Linked DNA regions of Mus musculus: regions 2, 3 and 4 are each linked to region 1. The links are chromatin contacts, called in public ChIA-PET and HiChIP or PLAC-seq maps. All regions are on one chromosome and are shown on one strand. The core of a region is the stretch at or near the end of the contact, and the rest is flanking DNA. Distances in the headings are between cores, read along the strand shown. Region 1 has its middle 7.7 kb from the start of Gm38926. Region 2 has its middle 4.9 kb from the start of Gm32124. Region 3 overlaps Rassf8 (Ras association (RalGDS/AF-6) domain family (N-terminal) member 8). Region 4 overlaps Bcat1 (branched chain aminotransferase 1, cytosolic).

Evidence for each region. ChIA-PET counts read pairs in DNA pulled down with a chosen protein or histone mark. HiChIP or PLAC-seq counts read pairs in DNA pulled down with a chosen protein or histone mark.
Region 2: an RNA polymerase II ChIA-PET map of memory CD8 T cells shows a contact between it and region 1, with 25 read pairs. The contact joins two enhancer-like sites. A contact is called at or near these places in 2 of 484 Hi-C or Micro-C datasets (CD4 T cells and CD8 T cells), 2 of 115 datasets of contacts at active chromatin or transcription factors (effector CD8 T cells and memory CD8 T cells) and 1 of 9 other capture datasets (embryonic stem cells).
Region 3: a contact with region 1 is called in a FOXA1 HiChIP or PLAC-seq map of pancreatic cancer cells. The contact joins two enhancer-like sites. A contact is called at or near these places in 2 of 15 datasets of contacts at CTCF or cohesin (the NIH/3T3 cell line and pro-B cells), 43 of 484 Hi-C or Micro-C datasets (the AML12 cell line, the C2C12 cell line, CD4 T cells and 33 more) and 16 of 115 datasets of contacts at active chromatin or transcription factors (the NIH/3T3 cell line, the SCID.adh cell line, bone marrow-derived macrophages and 13 more).
Region 4: a contact with region 1 is called in an H3K4me3 HiChIP or PLAC-seq map of stem cell-derived neural progenitor cells, with 2.8 times the contacts expected there. The contact joins two enhancer-like sites. A contact is called at or near these places in 1 of 15 datasets of contacts at CTCF or cohesin (large pre-B cells), 5 of 484 Hi-C or Micro-C datasets (B cells, cerebral cortex, granulosa cells and 2 more), 11 of 115 datasets of contacts at active chromatin or transcription factors (bone marrow-derived macrophages, embryonic hindbrain, embryonic stem cells and 4 more) and 1 of 9 other capture datasets (pancreatic islet).

The regions. Positions count from the first base shown.
Region 1 is chr6:145,339,043-145,342,352 of GRCm38.p6, forward strand. No RefSeq gene overlaps it. Among named protein-coding and RNA genes, the nearest start is that of Gm38926, 7.7 kb to the right of the region's middle. Within about 2 kb of position 1,814, at least 422 of the 459 cell types and tissues checked have an H3K27ac peak or open chromatin away from gene starts, as enhancers often do. A contact at or near this core is called in CD8 T cells, bone marrow-derived macrophages, brown adipocytes and 9 more, where this site is marked.
Region 2 is chr6:144,901,034-144,904,259 of GRCm38.p6, forward strand. No RefSeq gene overlaps it. Among named protein-coding and RNA genes, the nearest start is that of Gm32124, 4.9 kb to the left of the region's middle. Within about 2 kb of position 1,773, at least 178 of the 459 cell types and tissues checked have an H3K27ac peak or open chromatin away from gene starts, as enhancers often do. A contact at or near this core is called in CD8 T cells, effector CD8 T cells and memory CD8 T cells, where this site is marked.
Region 3 is chr6:145,791,810-145,794,733 of GRCm38.p6, forward strand. The region is part of intron 1 of Rassf8 (Ras association (RalGDS/AF-6) domain family (N-terminal) member 8); the gene reads left to right. Among named protein-coding and RNA genes, the nearest start is that of Gm15704, 45 kb to the left of the region's middle. Within about 2 kb of position 1,657, at least 58 of the 459 cell types and tissues checked have an H3K27ac peak or open chromatin away from gene starts, as enhancers often do. A contact at or near this core is called in bone marrow-derived macrophages, brown adipocytes, embryonic fibroblasts and 3 more, where this site is marked.
Region 4 is chr6:145,039,064-145,042,263 of GRCm38.p6, forward strand. Bcat1 (branched chain aminotransferase 1, cytosolic) reads right to left here. Exons shown (of 11, transcript NM_007532.5): 3 at 372-572. Among named protein-coding and RNA genes, the nearest start is that of Gm26666, 6.9 kb to the right of the region's middle. Within about 2 kb of position 1,923, at least 26 of the 459 cell types and tissues checked have an H3K27ac peak or open chromatin away from gene starts, as enhancers often do. A contact at or near this core is called in cerebral cortex, rod photoreceptor and stem cell-derived neural progenitor cells, where this site is marked.

The DNA.
Region 1 (3,310 bases), core at 564-3,063:
TCCCCCAGAGACAGGTGCAAAGGGCAGCTAAGAGGCTTTGAGAACTGTGTGAACTCTGGCCTGGGCTCCGTCCTACCAGCGGTCGGTCCCAGTGAGTCTGAGAATTGTTTTCTTATCTGTAAATTGGGCTCAGCTCACCCGATACTGTGAGAGTTTAACGGTCTCATGTGTGTCGGAGACCTCCAAATGTTGCCCACAGGACTGTCCTGTGACCAGCTGTAGCAACTGCCTTTGTTTCAGCCTTGCTGGCTGTCATAGGGACTGAGTGTAGAGCCAGTCCAGCTAAGGTGGGAGAACCTTGCAATTGCCGGGGAGCCATCCCCAAGCAGGGGAGGCAACAGCACAGATTTCCCAGAAGTCAGACAAACGAACGAACGTATCCAGCTTCATTTCATCCTTGGCTTTGTGCACAGCAACGTTAAATCCTGCACTGGATCTGCTCCGAGTGTGAGACCAACCTGGGCTACACAGCTTCAGGTCAGCCTGGTCTGTAGAGATCTATGTCAAGCACACCTTTCTAAGGAAGAACAATAACAACAACAACAACAAAAACCAAACAGACAGACAGTCAAACAAACAAAAAAACAAGAAGGGACCAGGCACACCCCAGACCCTTTGGTGGGTAACAACCCAATCTTGGCTTACTGAGAACTGTATTTGTGGAGGTAGCTGAGAAGCCTTTGTGTCCTGCATACTAGTGAGGGTCTCCCCATTCGCCATCTGTTCGTTAGGTTAGGGTGGTAATCATAGCACTTTAGGTTAGCTCCTTTCTACAAACCCATCTAACAGCCTGATTGTCCTTAAACGAATCTGAGGTCTGTGTCATTATACACTCAGGTGAACAGGCACCCAGGCATACTAAACTTGGTCAGTGTCTCCCTAGGGCAGCACCCAGTGCCTGAGCTCACCGTCAAGACCAAATTCTGCTATAAGATAGAGGTATAGGGGAGGAGGAGAGAGGAAGCCAGCCAGCTTTGCAGACACCGGGTCCTATTCAGGGCTCCTCCGTCCTCTGATGTCATGCGCTTCCTGCTTTCGCACTGCAGAGTCTGGCGATCAGTCGACTGAAACGGGATGATCACCGCCACTATCTTGCATCTTATTTTCCATGATCACACTGTCACCTAGCCAACTGCCCCGCCCCCTAATCCCACGACTCTTGGCTTTCCAGCTCGTATTGTCTTCCCCTCCCCCCCCCTCCAGGAAGACGGCTTCCAAGCAGCAAGTACCAGGAAACCCCACTACTGGTGGTGACTCCGACTGAGGCTTGGGGTGGGGTCGGAGTGAATCTTCTGCTCTTGCTTGAGAGTCCAAATCCCTAGCTTAAAAAATGATTTAAAGTATATAATATACATATATATGTGTAAATTCGTATGTATAGTCAAGCTGGGCGCGATGGTGCACGACTGCAACATCGGTCTGCAAACTCAGACTTGAGGCAGGAGTTTCGCTGAGAGTTCGTGGACAGACCAGCTTGTGTTATACAGTGGTCTACAGTTCAGCTTAGGTTAGAGTTAGATTCTGTCCAAAGAGCTAAAAAAAAGAGAAAGGAAGGAAGGAAGAAAAGGGAAAGGAAGAAACATTAATTGTTCAAGTGACAGAGCTCTCCCTCTGTCCAGGAGCCCAGGCAAGGACCATTAGGAGCGGGGCGAGACCATTGCACTCTGCACTCTCCGTCCGGGCCCAGCCCCCTCCCCCCCTCGACACCCGCCACCGCGCAGCTCCGCGCCGCCGCCCAGCGAGCGGGAGACTCCCCAGGGCTCTTTAAATACGAGCTATAAATACCACCGGGCTCTGAGAGCACGTCACCGCCCCGCCGGCTTCCGATTGGCCGCTCTGGGTATCTCATTTGCATAGGGGCTGACACAACCGTGCCGCGACCTGGACGGGAGCGCGCCTGCCCCTCCCCGGCAAGACAGTGGGCGGAGTCGCCGGACCTGCCGACCGCCAGGTCTGAAGTAGGGCGGGGTGGGTTGGCATGTGTCCGTCATCCCTGCCTCGCAGAGGCTGAGACAGGAGGATTGCCTTGAGTTCCAGGCTGGCCTGGGCTATGTAAAAATGTGGAGAGAAAACTATACATATATACATATATATGAATATATATACACACATACACATATGTATGTGTGTGTGTATACACACACACATATATATACATATACATACATACACATATATACACATGCATATATTTTTAATGAAATAAAATGGGGCAGGTGGTGGTCCAGTAGGACGTCCTTCGCCTTCAGGGAACATCAGCTCTGCCCGCCGATTGACACTGGATCTTTTTGCTTTCTACGAAAAGTTTTCAAGGAGACCCGGGAGCAGATGCTGCGGGTGGCTCCTAGCGGCTAAATTTAAACCACGTGAGAGCTGACCCGCCACGGTTCTGTGAGATGACTGGCCACTCCGATGCTCAAAACAGACTGCGTGCTGTGGTCGCTGTAAGACGCAGCGAGCTGGAGAAGAAAGCCAGCAGGGCTCGGAGATGCAGGACTTACGATGTCTCCCGGTTTAGAACCAAATTTAAACTGCATCCGGGTGCGGTGGAGCTGAGGCAGGAGGATTGAAAGCCACGTAGTGAGATCCTATTTGCAAACAAACACCCAAGCCGAATTTAAAAAGCAAAAAACAGTGTCTCCCTCCAGCCGGGGGTTAAAAAGCCAGGTCCTGAAAGCAGGCGCGGCACATCCAGGAGGGTCTGTCAGGTTGTGCGAAGTAGTCAGACAAAAAGCACAAGCCACAAACATCTTACTAAATTATATTAATCGACGTTCTCCCGTGACATCTGTGTAGTCCTAAATAACCCAGAGCTCATTCAGCGACTTCATGTAACAGTGAAGACAATGCCTCAAAGCGGACTGCTTCGTAGTTTGCAGTTTTTTTTTTTTTTTCCTAAGAGAGAGAGACAGAGACAGAGAGACAAGTAAGCGCTTTGGATTCTAGCAAAAGAGCTCCCTCTGCTGGCAAATGCTTCACCATCACAGATACCCATAGACAAAGATGGGGCAGGCTGGTATCAGGACTCTCAGGGCGAGCTGCCAGAGCTTCAGGATGCTGTTAGGTGAAATCACAGATGCCATTTTTTTGGTTACTCTCAAGTAAATGAAATCATACAATTGTGAATGTTGCTTTATGTTTTTAACCCACACATGCCAATAAAAGCCATTTTTAAAAACCTTATAACTAACCCTGATTAAATTAAAGCAAGAGACAGATGTGTTGTGCAAACATCATTAACTATGTATATATAGAATATTTGCATCATAGACACCTTCCGATAGTTTTAGTATTGTGGAGGAATTTTTAA
Region 2 (3,226 bases), core at 523-3,022, 440 kb before region 1:
CTTCATTAAGATCTGACTCAAAACAAGAAAACAGCTCAAAGAAATGTTTTTCAACCATGGACACAGTTGGCCTTTCAAGTTGCCTACGTGAGAGATCTAAGTATCCACACTGGCTTCCAAGCACTTCCCTATCCTTTCTCTTCATAATCTAAGAAACAAGACAGATAATATTCTGCTGAAGGTCATGTTGTCTCCTAAGGTCATGTGCTAATTAGCAGTGCTAATTTCTAGAGACCAGATCTCTTCGCACCTTGTTGGTGGGGACACATCTTTACCTGGTGGGTCACTGAAAGTGCTTCATGGTGCGGACTTGGAAAGATGGTGTCTATATTTAGATTGTTGGTGTGCACCACTCGCTGGGTAAACACTGTTGGAGCTGCTTTTGATAGGTGGACTTAGGCTTGCACAACCAATGGAGAGCAGGTAGGTAAGAGAAGAGACTGGGATGTCATTTTAGTTTGGAAACCATTAAATATAATCATCTGTGTATGTGTGTGTGTGTGTGTGTGTGTGTGTGTGTGTGTGTCCATGTAAGAAAGTGAGGGAGACTTAGAGGTGGAAAAATAACACATTCCAGCCCATAATATGCTGCCGCCCTCTGTGTCCCACAATCCATGAAGATGCAGTGAGACGCCATAGGTCAATCAAAGCCAGGAAGGCTGAAATGTGTGCTAAAGTGTAGGGATTAAAATATTATGCCTGACACTGTATAATGCATGGTGGGAGAAAAAAAATTTTCGTGAGTATAAATTAGCTTTACTGTTGAGTGTAAAAGTCTTCCTTTTGGTTATTTATGAAGCTTCATCTTGAAGATTGCCTTCCCTGCGTAACAAGCAAATCAGAATTTGTCATGTGCAAATCTTGTAAAGATTGCAAGGCCGGTGCATAATTAGCCTCAGAAAAGTGTGACCAAACTGAGTGAGAAATAAAAACACTATGTAAAGGCAGGCAGGCCAGGGGAGGTTGGGGCGTGTTTGGGGCGTGGTCAGTCGTGGTGGGCCTTGATCAGGGTGTGGTCGGGCCTTGGGCGGGGTGTGGTTGGAGTGTGGTCGGCCCTGGAAACTTTCACTCTAGGTTTTCCTGACTTGGTGATATATGTTCAAAGTCTGGAGAGAAAGTAAAATTATGTAACAAGTGTTTCTCTTCTGCTGTTCAAACGGCTGCTATTGTTCCTAGATCAAAGACTTTGGTGATGAAGTGCTTACAGGGCTCTGAGTAGGAAGAAATATTTAAATAGGGAAGAACAGAGAGCGCAAGCTGGCAGAAGAAGGAAATAAGGGGTGGGGAGGAAGGGCTGGCGCGGTGATCTGCCAACGGTGAGTGCCTAAGACCCTCAGACTGGAGCATGCCTAAGCTTCCCCGCTGACAACCTCACTCAAGCTCCGGTTGTATTTCTGCTCTAAAAATCAGAGGCGAGCTCCCCCCACCCCACCCCCTGGTGCCACACATGTGCCCTTCTGCCTAATCCAGTGTGTAATGTTCTGAAGTCATGTTTGAGTTTCCTGTAAGGCACACACCGCCCTTCTTCACCAAAGAAAGACTTGTTTCGAGGTCAGATGTTTCTCACCAAGACACGGAGAAAATCCCCAGCTAATTGCTGTTGTTCAAACCCTCTTCCATCTCCTGCCTCCAGGGATGGAAGCCCGGTGCCCCCGGGGACCATTACATAGCAGTCTGTCAGGCCTTCGCGCCTGCGCAGCCTGCTGAGCTCATCCTCTGGCAGGGTGGAGTGCAGGCCAACGCTGGGTGTGAAAGCTTTGAGGGGGAAAACCCAGGAAGTGGTCGGATGACTCCGTGCTGGTACTTTGTTGAGTCAGACCTGGGATGGTTTCAGTGTGCAGAGTAGACACCAAGCTGCCAAAGAGATGTCCATCCTCTCTCTTGTCCCTTGGGTGTTCCTCAGACCTCGGGACCTCTTCCCTCACTTTGATTGCGGAGTCAGTGCCTTCAAGCCCACTGTTCTGTCCCAGCCCAGGTACCTGACAAAGCAGCTGCAGGGCTGCTAACAATACACTCGTTGTGTCTGTAGAGTGAGAGCCAACACAGAGCGTGTCCGGAATCTGATTCTTAGTTGTACAGAGCCTCCTGCAGCCTGTATTCTCTTTAAAATGCTTTAGCTGTTCCTGAATGTCTTCTGGACCAGTTCTTATCACTCTGGCAAACAGGCTACTTAAAAGGAGGAATGGCTCTTTGGGGCTCATGGTTTGAAAGGGTACAGAGGGAAAGGCGAGGAATTCACTGCTGGGGGAGCAGAGGGTACGGCTGAGAGTCTTCACCTCTCCACACACCAGCAGGCAGGAAGTGGGGTCAGGTCACAAACCTCGAGGTCCGCCCCAAAAGCAACCCACTTCCTCCAGAGAAGCTTCGTCTCCTGAAGGCTCCGTATCTCCCCCCACAGGACCACCAGCTGGGAACGGGTGTTCAGATGCCCGGGCCTGGGGGCACAGTCACATCCAAAGCATACATAACGCACTCCTTAATCAAGTCATTGTCTGCACTCTGAGAAGCACTGTCGAGCAAATGTCTTGTCACTTAATCTTGTCACTTGGACAGAGTGGTTGCAGCATAAATTCATATGGAGAAGACATCTGATAGAGTTTAAGTCCTGCACAAAGCAAATTAAGGATTTCTGGGAACTGAGTAGGCAATAAGGTAGAAGGGAACAGGGGGAGGGGGTGGAAATGAACATCCGTGCTCTACCCATGCATCCAAACAGACATTGCTTTAAAAAAACAAAAAGTCAATTTCCATGTATCCGTGCCCTTTATAACCTTCCTAGGGAAGGTTGTAGGACTTTCTGTGGTCTTTCTATACTGTAAATATGAGCGTGATAATGCTTTTCAAACATTTCTACTCCAAAAAAAAAAATTCTTTTAATGAAAAGCTACAGCCCAGAAGTCAAAGGGTCCACACCCACCCTCCCATGCTGTTCATGTCTGTGGGTTCCAGTAATTATCCTTAAAAATTCCCTGAGAGCAATTTCTTAGATTAATGACCTTCAGGGAGGCTGACACCTTCAGAAGTTAGCAAAAGTTCCCCCTCATTAGAGAATGTGCAGGTGGAATTAAGTTTAAAGAGATGGGGAGACTGTGCTGCCTTAGCTCGGAAGATCCTCTGTGGAAGAGGGATGGATGCAGGAGGGTCAGAACACAGAGAAGGGACAGGGGACTGGAGACTGGAGTGGTGTGCTTTGTAAAACAAAGGAAGAAGGAGCCCTGAGCCAGCA
Region 3 (2,924 bases), core at 407-2,906, 450 kb after region 1:
GGACACGAACAAACATCGGTTATGTTTTTAGGATTCACAGCTTAAGCCCACTTAAATGACTAACTTGCCAGTTAGGAGTTCAGACCTTCACAGATAAGAGGCTGCTGCTGAGGGTTCTGACGGCCTTGGAGCAGAGAACTTCCTGGAAATCAGATTTATAAGCCATTAATCATTAGTATAAATCTAACTTTTATCAAGGACCTATTGTACATCAATTAAGGTTTATCAGCCACATCCCTATCAGCGACCACATCCCTAGTAGTGGAAGCCACCAGAAGGAAGGACAGAGGCAAGTAGACCTGGCGATTCTGTAGACATGCTTAACCCTTGAGGGAGCATCCTCAAGTGGAGGCTGGGGAGGACCAGACAGATGGGAGAAGGCATAGGAGGAGGGATGAGCAGTCAGGACAGGAGAGCACAGAGGAGAGGCCAGAACATTGATGCTGTGGGGTCATCCCAAGAGGAAGATACTTCAGGAAACGTGAGGGAAGGGCACACAGGAGGCACAGCCTGCAGCACACAGTTCTTGGTGACACTGTCAGCTGTGTTATCTGAGGAGAGATGGAGATAAATTATGAGGCAGAACTGTCAATGGGAATTGTGTGTTTAAAGTGTTCGTGCTGCACTCTGCTCCATTCCCCAAGTCAGCAATGATTTTATTTCCTCAAAGCCTCTCCTACTTTCTGGATGTTTTCAGTGAACATACTTTACTTTTGCAGTAGAGGAAGTTGTTTTAGGAATCCAAGGTTACACTGATGTGCAATACCCTTGTCAATGTCCCGGATACAATACTCCAAACAGGGCTTCATGAAGAAACGGCTCGCTCTCTATCACACTCCTTCTTTATGTTTTTGTGGTGAAACAAGGAACTGTTGTCAGGGTTAAACCCCTTGCTAACCAAGGCGTCTTTCCTGAATTGTTCCTTGTCATCGAGAAGCACTGTAGATCGTCCTTGAGCTTCCTGCTTGCAGCCAGATCTAGGCCTCCCCTGAAACAGTGCAGTAGACTTGTCTCACCCTTCGTAAGATGGGTGGGATATTTGGCTGAAGGCGCAGTGATAGACTAAGCTGGCTTTTGTTTTGCTTTGGTTTGGTTTTGAGATGGGGTTTAGCTATTCAACTCAGGCTGCTTTCAGAAATGTGAATTGTCTCAGCTTACATCCCACACTCCTGTGCTCTGAATCACACCACCAGTGCCCACCAGTGCCCACCAGTGCCCACCAGTGCCCACCAGTGCAGGCTCTTCCTTCTATTTGGTTTCATATATGTGGAGCCCTGAAGCAGCCCTGGCTACTTTACACTTCTATGAAGCAATATTAAACATCACTGCAGTCTTTAGCTGAGGAATGCCTGGGAGTGGCCATATTTATACAGTAAGAACTCTGGATAGCCCTTCCAACTCTGCCTTACATCTTACTAGCTTGGCAGCTATTCCACAGATCTCTATTGCCAGGAAAGTATTCCACAGCCTCTCCTCTGCCCTCAGTGATGGACTTAAGTCTGTTAGTCTCTGGTGCTGGTTCCTGTCTTCTGCTCTCTGCTGCCTGCGGTAAGGGGTGGGGAGATCTACCCTCACATCTTTCATTCCTCTAACCAGCGGCTGGGAGAGCCTTGCCAGTGTTGTCTTGCATCTTTCTAATAGGGAAGAGTGACCTCTGGTGGCTAAAACCATAAGCCCCAAAGTAACAAAAAAGCTCAGGTCACCTCTGCTTAATGTCCCCTCACTTCAGACTGTGTCAGGCACACATTCCACATCCGTGAATGTCTCTGGCTACATGTTTACCGGCTGTATCTCTTGTTACTACCACACATGCCCTGCATGCATAGTCAGCCTTAACTCCAGACCCCAGGTAGTATTCAGCTGGCACTCCTGTTTAGTGATAAATCCTTAAACCTCAATAACTTAACATGTTTGTTGGTTTGTTTGTTTTACCTGTTGACTAGAGAGCTACACTGTCTGATTCATACTCTAGCTGCAGCCTGTCTGCCCCAGCTGTCTGGCAGGTACCGGGCGGCATCCTCAGCTTGGTTGGTGTGCCATTAATGCAGCCTGGTTGTCTGGCAGTTGTGGGCTCACATCAGTCTTTCAATGTCTAATTTCTTGTGGCTCACTTTTTAAATGAGCGGTGTTAGTAACTTACAAGGAGGCCCAGACTGCTGAAAACAGAGATGAAAATAAATTCAAGTAGCAACAAAGTAAAGGGCAGCATTGCCTGTGGGTTACAGATTATCCTATAGAATGTGTGAATGGCTCATCCTTTTGTGAGAATGAAGGTCAGTGGTATGGGTGGTTTATACTTAATGTTAAAATCATTCTTAGTTTTTCCCTGTGATTAAAAGATTGTCTTATTCAAAAGATGAGAAAAACATCTTTGATTAAAAGCCATGGGGTCTAAGACATTTCTGTGGAAATATATATCCACATTGTTTCCATTTCACAGTCCTAGAGGGGGACTCAGGGCCCACATGCTTACACTTTATTTCTGTTTTAAGAAAGCTCTAGCAGGGTTCAGGAACTGGCTTTTAAAATTTACCTGTCTAGGTAAGATACAGCATTGGGTGTTTTTCACACACAGATTGTCTGTGCAGACTGCAACTCTCATGGAACAGTACTGACCCCATCGCAAAATTCCAGGCTGTCATTGAGAAACAGAAACTCCCATGGTAGCTGCTTGCAATAGAAAAGCATCATTTGAGTGAGAAATATTTCTTTTAAAAGCTAGTGGTGATTCTGAATTTGAATTTTCTCTAAAATTCAGTTCCAGTAGGTAAGTAGCTCTGGAGTTGAGCCTGGAACAAAACCTCAAGAATGCATTTCCTCCTCATGAAGCATGGGTGGTTATCAGGATCAGCTGTGTATTATAAAATACAACCCATAATACCACAAAAAGGTGGTCATCCCAGATGCCAGGACATACTTACTAT
Region 4 (3,200 bases), core at 673-3,172, 300 kb before region 1:
TACTCATTGCTTTAGGGTTCTTTGGGATTCTGTGGCCTAGGCTGTCCAGAAAGAAAGGCATAGTCTCGGTTAGCCTTGAACTTTCGGCCCATCCAGTCTTAGGTTACCAAGTGCTGAGATTTTCACACACACACACACACACACACACACACACACACACACACACACATATCACATTTTACTAATATCACAGATAAGCCAAGCCAACCTGCAAAACTAGCTCTGAGACTTATCGGCAATCCACTTGGCTGCAGGAGAAGTTTGAAGATGTTTATGACAACCTCCAGTTAAGACAGCAGGGCCTGTCCCCGACCCTAAAGAAGCTTGCAAGGCCAGAGAATCACGGCCCACGGGTGCTCCCAAGCACTTACTTCCACAGCGTAGTGCAAAACAGAGGCAGCGGGATGTATGGGCAAGTTTCCAAAAGGCTTAATGTGAGGTTTCTCCCATCCAGACGCAGAGGACCACTCCACCGTCAGCATGTGGTCAGTAAACGTAGCTCCAAAGACCAGCGAATCCGGGTCCGGCTTCTCTTTTAAGACAGTGGCTGGTGTGATGATGAGATCTTTGGCCTGTAGAGGAGAAAGGGAAAGTGCCTGGAGCCCACACTGCATGGGCTAGATGGTCCAAAGGTCCAATGTGAACACCATTCCTTGGTGATGACACGACCACACCCAGCACAGAATTTAACACTGGGGGTGTCTGAGGACTCGCTGCAGTTGGTGGGGTGCTTGCAGAAGCCCCGGGTTTGACCACTGAAAGACTGTGGAGGCAGGAGATTCAGAAGTTCCAACCTTGTCTAAAAAAACTGACCCAATCAAGTCTCAAATAACAACCCCAATATCATACCGTTAACACTGAGAACCAAATAGACCAAACCTGTGCTCAGAGTTCAGTCAATTGTTCAAAATCTCTGCAACAGGGCCTGACAAGGTGACAAAGCAAGTAAAGACACTTGCCACCAAACCAGCAAACCTGAGCTTGATCCTAGGACCTACATGGTGAAAGGGGAAAACCAAGACTCCACAAGTTGTCCTCTGAGCTACACCCAAGCACTGTACATGCACCTCCCTCCCCAGCACCCCACAAGCAATAAATAACTGCCATTAACAATGCAAAATAATAATAATAACCTTAGAGCCGGAGAGACAGCTCAGTGGAAAAGAGCATTTGTTGCTCTCACGGAGGACCCAAGTTCAATTCCCAGCTTCCCCATGGTGGTTCATAACCATTCTTAAATACAAAGTTCGTGGGGATCGGATGCTGTCTTTCTGACCTTCACATGCACCAAGCACGCACATGATGTATGCACACACATACGTAAAGACAAAAACACACTTTTATTTCAGAAAAATCAAACGAATTTAGAAATACATTTTTTTTTTATAAAACTCAATAATTCCTGCAATAATACGGTGGTATACGCCCGTCATCCTGGCACTCAGGAGGCTGAAGTAGAAGAAGAGACACAAATGTGAGGCCAGCCTAGGCAACAAAGTGAGTGCCAGGCCAGCCAAGGCTACACAGCAAGGCTAAGTCACAAACAAATCCCTGCAATGGCTTCGGTTGTAGTGCCATGAGAAGCAAACTTTAGGGGTGTGGGAGATGTGGTGAAATGATTCCCGATTCTCACCAGACCCCAGAGAAGCACTCCCAGAAGACACACAGCATTGCTCACAGTAGCAGGGAGCATCCTTCAGGGCACACAGCAGTGCTCACAGAAGCAGGGAGGATCTTTAAGGACCCAGCCACTGCCCGCTATGGCTGCCTCCACCTCCCCAGAGCATTCCAATCACATGTCCCCAGCTCCTCCAGATACGGAGGCTCACAGATGGGCACAGACAGCAAAGAAGTGCTCTCCTCTTTGAAGACAGACAGGCAGAGAGAGAATAGAGCCGCAGATGCAAACCCTGTCCTAGGAGGAGACAGACAGTAAACAAAAGCCCTCCTATTCAGCCGCACAAAAACAGGAAGATAGGAAACAACTGCACTCAGCTGTTCTCCACAAAGCCAGCTCGGCCGTTGTCACAAACCCAAGTCACCTCGGTTCTGATCCTTAACTTGGGAACAGCTAGAGAACAACAACAACAATAAGTAAAGTACAATATTAAAAAGAAACTGTGAAGAAGAAAGCTTTTGGTGGTATTGGGGACAGGGGGAGTCCGGCAGAGTCTCTTGTCACTCAGGCTGGCTTAAAACTCTCCAATACTAAGTCTCTGAGTGGCGCACACTAGCCAAGCACTCTGTCAGCTGTGCTACATCCCCAGCCCCCACCCACAGTTCCCGACAATAAGATAATTAGCAACGTTTAGGAAGACGCAGAACAGGTGTGTCTGTTAGATGGTCAGTGTGAGCTGAACGGTGAGACTGAATTCTAGACATATCTTAAACACGGAGAAGCCAGCAGACATCGGCTTTCTAGACTTTCATTTATTGTTGTATGTACATACACATGGTACGCATGAATGCGGGCATAGTCCGCAGCCCTGGGGAGCTCAGAGGACAACTTCTGGGATTTGGTTCTTTCCTTCCACCACAGGCACCAGGGATCAAAGATGCGCGTGTCATCAGGTTTACACGGCAATCACTTTTACCCATTAGGTCATCCATGGCCCTGATTTTCTTTCTAAACAACATCATCAATAATGTGCATGGCTCTTCAAAAGATCTGGCGAAATTTCTCATCCAGCCCCAGCTTCACTCACTCTGGCTGACTGCACACCACCCTCACTTCACTGCATTCCCAGGCTCTGCACTACTACTTCCTGACATGGAATGGACAGACAGACAGTAAACAGCAGGGCTTTCTTCTCTCCTCTCCTTACCCCTCTCTCTCCTCCAGGCAGCTGCCAAAATTTACAGCTTGCCCACCCTACTACTTCTCTCTTGAACTTTAATATAACTGTCTTCAAGCTTAAAAACAAAAACAAACACCTGAGCCTTGTTGTTACTCTTCACTCGCCATCTGAATTAGGATAATTTGAAAGTGAACTCGGGCTCTGTCTCATCAATATTGAGGGTGCCCGCTTTTCCTCGTTACTCAATATCAGCATTCTTTTGTAATTATTCTTAGCATTTTTAATTTTATTTAAGCTTTAATCACAGAGGCACTGAGGCTCAGAGAGTGTACAGAATATACAGAGACTGCCTTGCTTCCTGGACTGTGACTGCCAGCCAAGGACAGTTACCCAAGTTGGCAT